Linked DNA regions of Sus scrofa: all the other regions are linked to region 2. Evidence: chromatin contacts called from public Hi-C and HiChIP or PLAC-seq data. All regions are on one chromosome and are shown on one strand. Each heading gives the region's core, a stretch centred on a gene start, on an enhancer-like site or on the middle of the called end of the contact. The rest is flanking DNA. Distances are from core to core; before and after follow the strand shown.

What was found. Hi-C and Micro-C count contacts between places; a contact is called where the count stands out from the background. HiChIP or PLAC-seq counts read pairs in DNA pulled down with a chosen protein or histone mark.
Region 1: a contact with region 2 is called in a Hi-C map of alveolar macrophages, with 1.8 times the contacts expected there. The contact joins two enhancer-like sites. A contact is called at or near these places in 6 of 47 Hi-C or Micro-C datasets (alveolar macrophages, embryonic fibroblasts, liver and 1 more) and 1 of 2 datasets of contacts at active chromatin or transcription factors (alveolar macrophages).
Region 3: a contact with region 2 is called in an H3K27ac HiChIP or PLAC-seq map of alveolar macrophages, with 6 times the contacts expected there. The contact joins the promoter of ZFAND3 here to the enhancer-like site in region 2. A contact is called at or near these places in 2 of 5 promoter capture datasets (both in liver), 3 of 47 Hi-C or Micro-C datasets (embryonic fibroblasts, epiblast stem cells and liver) and 2 of 2 datasets of contacts at active chromatin or transcription factors (alveolar macrophages and skeletal muscle).

The regions. Positions count from the first base shown.
Region 1 is chr7:33,431,757-33,434,954 of Sscrofa11.1, reverse strand. The region is part of intron 2 of ZFAND3 (AN1-type zinc finger protein 3); the gene reads right to left. Among named protein-coding and RNA genes, the nearest start is that of ZFAND3, 55 kb to the right of the region's middle. Within about 2 kb of position 1,499, at least 3 of the 83 cell types and tissues checked have an H3K27ac peak or open chromatin away from gene starts, as enhancers often do. A contact at or near this core is called in alveolar macrophages, where this site is marked.
Region 2 is chr7:33,577,687-33,580,848 of Sscrofa11.1, reverse strand. The region is part of intron 3 of ZFAND3 (AN1-type zinc finger protein 3); the gene reads right to left. Among named protein-coding and RNA genes, the nearest start is that of ZFAND3, 200 kb to the right of the region's middle. Within about 2 kb of position 1,643, at least 2 of the 83 cell types and tissues checked have an H3K27ac peak or open chromatin away from gene starts, as enhancers often do. A contact at or near this core is called in alveolar macrophages, where this site is marked.
Region 3 is chr7:33,376,696-33,379,902 of Sscrofa11.1, reverse strand. ZFAND3 (AN1-type zinc finger protein 3) reads right to left here and starts at 1,673. Exons shown (of 7, transcript XM_021099854.1): 1 at 1,550-1,673; 2 at 742-1,041. The coding sequence starts at 812.

The DNA.
Region 1 (3,198 bases), core at 250-2,749, 150 kb after region 2:
TTACCATGCTGTTCCCTGGAATGCCTGTCCGTCACATCCTCCACTTCTGCCTACCTGAACTACATCCATTCCTCAGAGTCTTGTAAGCACTCTGATGCCTGTCTTTATCTTTAACACCACAATGGGCTTCATCATCTTTAACATTCAAATGTGTTTAATATCCCATAGCATTCATCACACTATTTAATGACACACTGGCATTTAATATTTTCATTGGCAGAGAGTTTAGATCTTAGGAGTGAAGTAGCCCTAAGCCTTCATGGAGTATCACCTCATCCTTCTGTGTTCACCTCAACACCTATCAGGGCTTTACAGAAACTAAGCGACATTCAATAAATAAATGCCGTAAGAATGAATGACCAAATAAAGGCACACAAACCACAAGTTATTTTTGGTTGAAAAAAGTAGCTTAAAGGAGTTCCCGTTGTGGCACAGCGGAAACGAATCCGACTAGGAACCATGAGATTGTGGGATCAATCCCTGGCCTCAATGGGTTAAGGATCTGGCGTAGCTATAGCTGTGGTGTAGGCCAATGGTGGCTTTTTAGAACACAGGAGAGTAAACTTATAACACATGCTATAACTAAATCTAAGTTTACCTTTTTTCAAAAAATGCTAAATGAATATCCTCTGAGCACTAAATACCACTGTAAACAAGTCACAAAAAAGGAAAGACATAATGCATCAATTCCTTACTCGAATGACACCTCCTATAACATCAGCCACTTCTACAAAGAATATAAAATTTGACAGATACTCTCAGCTCAGAATTAGTATTCTTTTCCTTAATTCATTGTATTTCTAAAGAGTCAGCCAGCAGGGGGAGTGCAAGATCATTAACACTGTAGTCAAGTAATACAGCTAACAAATTTTTGAAATTTGGGAAATTTTTTAAAGTTAATCTTCATGGCGCAGTGGAAACGAATCAGACTAGGAACCATGAGGTTTCGGTTTCAATCCCTGGTCTCGCTCCGTGGGTCAAGGATCTGGCGTTGCCGTGAGCTGTGGTGTAAGTCACAGACACGGCTCATATCCTGCATTGCTGTGGCTATGGAGTAGGCCAGTGGCTACAGCTCAGATTGGACCCTAGCCTGGGAACCTCCATATGCCTCGGGTGAGGCCCTAAAAAGCAAAAAAAAAAAAAAATTCAAATGACTATGGAGAAAAGTTGCTACTTTCTAAAATATTACCCAAACTAACTGAAGTACAAGGCCAGTCTCATAATCCCAGGAGCCCACTCATCAATTTAGTCTTCATGTATTATTCACCCCAAAGCCTTACCTGCTGGTCTCCAGGCTGCTGCTATCATGACCCTCCCCAAAAAGCAAACCTCATTTTCAGTCTGTGACCATAAGGTTCATCAGAAAATAGTTATTAGGGCCCTGGAAATTATGTGTATCTGAGACACAGTTTAAGGAGCAGCACAGTCTCTGCTGATAACTGCAGACAGGCATAGTTATGAATCCTAACTATGGGGGGAGGACCAACAATAGGAAATACTGAAAGTTCAAATTGCCAAACACAGATTACTCAGATAAAATCTGCACTAAGCAAAAAGCGAGTCATGACTGTCTTCATGAAAAAGGTCTGAAACAAATAGAAACTAAATATAAAACCCAAATTTTCTCTTTTCTGCTTAAAAAGTTCTCCCATACACATTACCATACTTGATTCCTAAAACTACCTTTCTGAAATGCAGGAAATATGCTTATTTTACAGTTAAGAGAATTAAGGTGTGAAGAGGTGGTCTTATTCAAGATAACAAAGCTAACAAGTGGTGGGGACAAGATGTTAACTTAGGCTTTCTGGTTCCAAGGGCAATGCGCTCTGCATCACAACATGATGTCTCCTTAAGTAAAGGCTAGAACATGTGTATTGGAAATTTGGTTAACGTGCTCCCACAGACACACAAATTACTGTTCAATAACAGATACATGATCAATTATGTCAACACATGGACAACCTAGAAGAAATGGATAAATTCCTAAAACATACAACCTATCAAAACTAAGAAATTAAGTTGAGAAACTGAGGTAGAAAAAAACCTAAACATGGAGCTACCATTGCGGATCAGTGGTTAATGAACCCAACTAGTAATCATGAGGTTGCAGGTTCGATCTCTGGCCTCGCTCAGCGGGTTAAGGATACGGCATTGCCGTGAACTGTGATGCAGGTCACAGACACAGCTTGGATCTTGCGTTGCTGTGGCTGTGGTGTAGGCCGGCAGCTACAGCTCTGATTTGACCCCTACCCTGGGAACCTCCATATGCCAAGGGGGCATCCCTAAAAAAAAAAAAGACAACAAAACAAAACAAAAAAACCTGAACAAACCAATTATTAGTAAAGAGACTTATTCAAGAATCAAAATCTTCCCAACGAACCAAAGTCCAGGCATAGATGGCTTCACTTGTAAATTCCATCAAGCATTTAAAGAAGAATTAATACCAATCCTTCTCAGACTCCAAAAAAATTGAAGAGGGAACATTTCCAAACTCATTTTATGAGGCCAGCATCATCTGACACCAAAACCAGGTGAGGAAACTACAAAAAAACTAACAATCAATATCCCTAATGAACATATATACAAAAATCCTCCAAAAAAAAAATTAGCAAACTGAATTCAACAATATTATTAAAAGGGGAGTTCCTGTTGTGGCGCAGTGGTTAACAATCTGACTAGGGACCATGAGGTTGCGGGTTTGGTCCCTGCCCTTGCTCAGTGGGTTAACGATCTGGCGTTGCCGTGAGCTGTGGTATAGGTTGCAGACTCGGCTCGGATCCCGCGTTGCTGTGGCTCTGGCGTAGGCCGGAGCTGCAGCTCCGATTAGACCCCTAGCCTGGGAACCTCCATATGCCATGGGAGCGGCCCAAGAAATAGCAATAAAGACAAAAAAAAAACAAAACATTATTATTAAAAGGATCATACCTCATGATCAAGTGGGATTTTTTTAAGGGATTCAAGGATGGTTCAAAATCTGCTAAATAATGTGATACAAAACAATAAAAAAATGGATAAAAATCATATGATAATCTCAATAGATGCAGAAAATCAACTCAAAATGGATTAAAAACTTGAACGTAGGATCTGAAACCATAAAACTCCTAAAAGAAAACACAAGGGGTAAGCTCTTTGACGTCAGTTTCAGCAACATCATTTTGGATTTGACACCAAAAGCAAAGACAACAAAAGCAAAAATAA
Region 2 (3,162 bases), core at 394-2,893:
CCCTCAGGGCAATGAAATGTTAACAGGATATCAAATTTGGCTGCTCAGATATTTTACCCAATAGTTCCCCTACTTCTTGGCAACAAGATACAATTTCTCCAATATGGAGGAGAATATCTACATTACAGAGCAGGCAGCAGCAGTCCACCACTGCCTCCACCTCACCACCATTTAAAAGATAATGAAGCGGAGTTCCCACCATGGTGCAATGGAAACAAATCTGACTAGGAACCATGAGGTTGCGGGTTCAATCCCTGGCCTTGCTCAGTGGGTTAAGGATTGGCATTGCTGTGAGCTGTGGTGTTGGTCAAAGATGCGGCTTGGATCCTGTGCTGCTGTCGTAGGCCAGTGGCTACAGCTCTGATTAGACCCCTAGCCTGGGAACCTCCATGTGCCACAGACGCAGCCCTAGAAAAGGCAAAAAGACAAAAAATAAAATATAAAAAATAAATATTAATATATATATACTGAATATATATGAATATATACTGAATACACACACACATATATATATATACACATATATACTCTGAAGCTTAGCAGGCTGAAAATCTCAATTCTTGTACAGAATATGCCTCAACATGCTATATATATCCCAACTATCAAATGTCAAAACCTGAGTATATCCTTCTCTTTTCTATATTTTCGTATTACCAATTCACCAAAAAAAGAATGACTTATGAAATACAATTATGTATCTGTTAGTTAACTGAGAAAAGGGTAAGGGTTAAAAATCACTTTGAAGATTTATATAAGGTTTTATTTCCCCAGAATCCTAACTGATAAGGTATAATCACAAAGAATTACAGTATTTGATCATATTTTAAGTATCTAAAAGATTTCTAGACAGTTAGAAAACCAATTAAAATATAAAATAACTGTGCTTCTAATTGTGGAGAATCAAATTATATTCTGAGAATATAAAGATTACAAAGCAAAATGGTAATAAAATCTAAAAAAAAAAAAGACACAGCAACACAAAATTACTTCCCATTTGGTGCTTTTAACATAGTGTCACAAAGTACATATCCACATCCATTAAAAAACAAACTTTAAGGAAACACAAATTAAAACCATAATATTTATTACCACACACTCACCGGAATGGCTAAAATTTGAAAAGAATGACAATACCAAGTGTTGACAAAGATGCGGAACAGCTGGAACTGTCTTATGATACTAATGGGAATATAGAATATACAGTGGTATAGCCACTTTGGAAGACCGTTTAGCAATTTCTTATATAGTGAAGCATACACTTGCTATACTCTATCAAACATACAACTCTTGCGTATTTACGCAAAATATATATATGAATATGTCGATATAAAAACCTATATTCAAATGCTCATAGCGGCTTAACACAAAATAGTCCAAAACTGAAAGCAACACACGTGTCAACTCAACAAATTGTGGTAAACCCGTACAACGAAAAGGAACAAACTACTGGAACATGCAACAACATAAAGGAGTCCCAACGATATTATGCTAAGTGAAAGAAGCCAGACATGAAGGACTAAATACTGTATACTTATAGTGATATGAATTTTTAGAAAAAGCAAAATGGTAATGACAGCAGATCAGTGGCTGCAGGAACCAGAGATGAAGGAGTAGGATGACTAACTAACCAAGAGGTATGAGGAAACTTCTGGGGTGATAGAAATGCAGTATGTATCATGATCATGCTGTTGATTACACGACTATATACATATGCCCAAACTTACCAAATTACACTCTTAAATGTCATTGACTTTTATTTTAAATAAATTTTATCTCAAAAAAAGCCAATTTAAAATTTCATTAAAAATAGGAGTTCCCACTGTTGGTGCAATGGACTAAGAATCCAATTGCAGCAGCTTGAGTCACTGCAGAGGAGCAGGTTGGATTAAAGGATCTGGGATTGCTGCAGCTGTGGTGAAGGTTGCAGCTGCAGCTCAGATTCAAACTCTGGCCCAGAAATGTCCATATGGTAGGTCCATTAAATAAAACAAAAACAAAAACGAAATAAACTGATTCTAACAATAACAGGTAAAGACAGAAAATTAATCAGAAGAATAAAAATAAATGCTCAAGGAGTTCCCATCAGGACTCAGTGGTTAACGAATCTGACTAGGAACCATGAGGTCGTGGATTCGATCCCTGGCCTTGCTCAATGAGTTAAGGATCCAGCATTGCCATGAGCTGTGGTGTAGGTCACAGACATGGCTCGGATCCTATGTTGCTGTGGCTCTGGCGTCGGCTGGCAGCTACAGCTCCAACTTGACCCCTACCCTGGGAACCTGCATATGCCACGGGAGAGGCCCTAGGAAAAGCAAAAAGATAATAAATAAATTTTAAAAATAAATAAATAAATAAATGCTAAAATTAAGATATACATAGAAATAATTTTTCTCCCTTGGATCTTTAACAGTCCATAACAAATGTCTACAAGTCCCTACATGTAAAGATCTACAAATGTAAAACATGCAGTGTACAGGTGGTAATTACTTTACTAGTCACAACATGGAGGAGCATTCAGTCACTGCTGCTCACCACGCTAATTCTGGAAGATGTCCTTTTATCACTGCTCTCACATTGTCATAGCTACTAGCTAGCCATGGAACCCTTAGTAACAAGCCCAGCTTTCCCCCAAACTGTGTCTTAATCCTAAATAAAATACAAAAGAGGTGATCCATTCATTCCACATCCAGGGCCTGTCCTAATTACATGGCAGAGCAGCTCAGCATCGGAAGCACCAAAATGATTATCTCTGATATCCTTATCACAGTGTCTAAAACCTCTACCACTAGAGTCACTCTTTTGAGTTATTAACGGTATTCGAGAGCCAGCAACTATTATACAAAATATGTGGTTAAGGATGATCAAATCAATATACTTTATGAGTACAGAATTTCTTTTGGAGATGAAAATATTCTAAAATTATATTGTGGTGATGGCGGCACAACTCTTGTGAATATACTAAAAACTACTGAATTGTAAACTTTAAATGCATGAATTTTATGGAATGTGAATTATATCTCAATAAAGCAGTTTTTTAAAAAATCAACACAGTTTATCATGTTAGTTTAGAACTCTGGAACACTGAAACCAGAAAAACTTTAATGCAGCATAAAAGGAATGGGTTGATGACTGGGAAAAAGACAGGTGTCAGAGGGAGCCTCA
Region 3 (3,207 bases), core at 424-2,923, 200 kb after region 2:
TACTTTTATCATGAATTAAAAAAAAAAAAGTGAGGAAAGAAGGAAAATTTGACCCAATTGAGCTAATTGGCTCTCACGTTCTTAAGCCAGCTGACTTGAGTTTTTTTGACAAGGAAATATTACAGATCTTCTGAAACGTGCTTTAAATAAAGGTGAGACCTCGACAGTCTTATAACTTTACCCTAGCCTGGGTTCTGGGCCTGACTTGTAAAAATGGGTGACGTGTGAACAGCTTCCTAAAAGCAAATGGGGCACTGGGATATAATTTAGGAAGTGATGATGCAAGTCTCTGGGGGACAGGGAGCAGGGGAGGTGAAAAAGTCAGAGGAAATACCCTCCTACTGCCTGGGCACCAACTCCTACCAAAGAGGGGAGGAAGGGCTGGCCTTCACAAGCCAAGAGAAGGGGGCACCTCAGCTCCACCCGGAGGTGCCAACACCGCCCCCTCATCGCTGCCCGCAGCCCTGCCCCCTTACCAGGCCCGGGCGGCCCCTTTCGGCCCAAGTCTCCGGCAGGCAGTCCCGAGGGTGGCAGCACACCTCGGGCAGGGCCTCCTCTGCCCACCCCCAGCTCCCCACGCCGCACCCTCCCTCAGGACGCGGCCCCTGCCCCCTCCCCGAAGGCCCGGCCTGGGCCCAGTCCCCAGGGTTCCGGCCTCCCAGGGCCCCGAGGCCTGACCAGGCAGCCCCGGCGCCAGCGCCTGGGCCCCCGCCCCCACCCCCACCCAGCCTGGGCACTTACCCCCAGAAGCCGCAGGGACAGCGAGGCGGCAGGCTGGGCGCTTTGCTGCGCTCGCTCCCGGCGTCTCCCATGGTGCTCGGCGGCGGCGGCGGCGGCGTCGGAGCTCGGCGACGGTGGCAGCGGCTGGGCCTGGGCCCCGCTAGAAGGAGGCGGCGGCGGCGGCGGCGTCGGGGGGCTCGGGGCGGGGGGAGGGGGAGGGAGCGGGCGCGCGGGCGGGCGCGAGTCCGGGGCTCCGAGCCGGGATTCCAGGCCGGTCAGCTGGAGGCGGGCCGCACCACTCGACCTACGGAGACGGGGGGGCTGGGGGAGGCGCGGAGAGCAGAGGGAGGGGAGCTGAGGAGGTGGGGCGTGCGGGTGAACCGAGGACCGCGGGAGAGGAGGGAAGACCCGGCGCCCTCGGTAGCTCCCACCGCCGCTTCCAGCCAGAGCGATGTCCCGTGCGGCGGCGCTGGCAAGGATCTGAGGCCCCCGCCGGCTCTGGCGTAGCAGCGGCCGCTGTGAAACCCCCGGCCGCGCTCGCTCCGTAACACCCTCCCCTCCCCCGGAGGCTGCGCTGACCGGACAATGGCCGCTCCGCCCCCTCCCCTCCTCACGCACCCCTCCCAAGGAGTCACAATGGTCTCGCCCGGGGGAGCCGCCGCCAAAGCCCAGCAGCTGATCAGCTGGGATCCGGGCGTGCCACTTTGTTCAGCGCCTCAAAGGAAGAGAACTGGGCCGTGGGCAAAGCCGAGACCGTTGAGCTAACACTCGGCGACGGGTTTTTGAGGCTTTCTTATGTTGGAACTTTTAGAATCTGAGGCAAACTTACCTTCCCCTCGTGTGAAAAAGGGGAGCAGGCTTCTGAGTACTCTGGGGCACGTTGCTTTCCCCCAAACGCGAATGGTACGCCCCAAGCGAGAGGGGGAGGAGCAGATTAGTTGTTTAGGTAAGTTGGGCCAGTCCCAGAGCGGCGCCTGAGCGCTGCGCATGCGCCCGGAGACACCCGTAACCCAGTATGGGGAGGGGCCTGGAGGAGCGCTTCCAAACCCGGAAGTGAGTCTCGGTCGGCCGGGGGTTGCCTGGGTCTTCGGCTGCCTGAGAGGCCCACTAACTCTTCGCTCTTGGACCTGGGAGATACTGGGGAACATTTCTCCACCAACTGCTAACCCCTGGAAATCTCTCTTCCCAGTCCTGCCACACCCAACTCACCCAGGGAACTGGTCACCCTTTGGCAGTAATGAACTTCTGGGAAATATAACCCTCCTTCTTTGCAGCAGCAATGGCAAGGGGTGGGAGGGTGGTTGTCTTAGTCATGTTCTGTGCCTCTAACCCCATCGGCGTCCCCAACCTCAGAGACACAAGTCCACTCCCTGTGCCTAGACTAGAAGAACCTCTGTTCTTCCTGGAGTGGACGTTTTGATTTTTAGAGAGGAGCTATGGCCGAGTCAGTGATGGCAATTAAGTGATCAAAAAGTTTGAGCCACTAAGAAAATGAGTCCTTTAGCGTTCCTTGTCTTTGATCCGGAACTTATACTGACCTCCAACCAATTATGAACAGAAGGCAGTTGTTGATGACTAAATTCAAGGAGGAGGAAACTTCCACCAGACTTCCTGGAAAGGTGATCCACAGCTGAGGCCCTTATGGCTCTTAGAAATAGCTGCGGTGTTCCCCCGACCTGGCAGGAGTAAGAGAGCCTTACATGAACTTTATTATCAAATGTTATTTCTTTTTATACCATTCTGTTTGTGCATGTTCTGTTGATTTATTAAATGTTGTTGCTTCTTTTGGCCTCTGAGGAGCAAGGAACACATTTAGTTAGCATCCTCCTAAAGAGGCTGTTGATGATGAAGACAGCAATTGCAGAGATCAAACCACTTAAAACCAAAGCACCCCCAAATGTGAATGCTGATTTATTTTGAGCAATATTTAGTTTCAGCTTTGTGGATTTTCCTAAGCCTTCAATAAATGTTTCTGTCAAAAACCTATAGAATGAATGAACTCATACAATACACCTAGCTCTCATTGGACTCATATTTCCTTAAATCTTCTCTTAAGCTGACATAAAATTGCCACATTCATGCAAGGTTTGCAGTCTTTGAGTTTAACAAAGATTAAGTAGCACTCTCTCTACTGGCATCTTGGTGACTCTTTTGTCTGTGGAAAAAGAAACCCTAAAACCGAAAGGAAAATTTTGTGTCAAACATGATTGTCATCTTTCAAACAGCTTGCATTCCTGTCTGTTTGCCAGTTATTCCAATTAGCAAGCATTTATTGAGTACCCAGTATTTATAAGACATTGCCTAAGGTTCTGTCCCTTGTATTGTCCTCTGCCCCTTCCTCTGGTTCCCAGCACCCTTCTACTGCCCATTCATTGCTTGTCTCCTCTTCAATGCCTTCCACACACTGACAAGGCAGAATTGGTCCCTCATTCCTCTGCCCACATAGTCTCCATTATAGGACCAGGAAATTTACATGTCTTGTCTCTT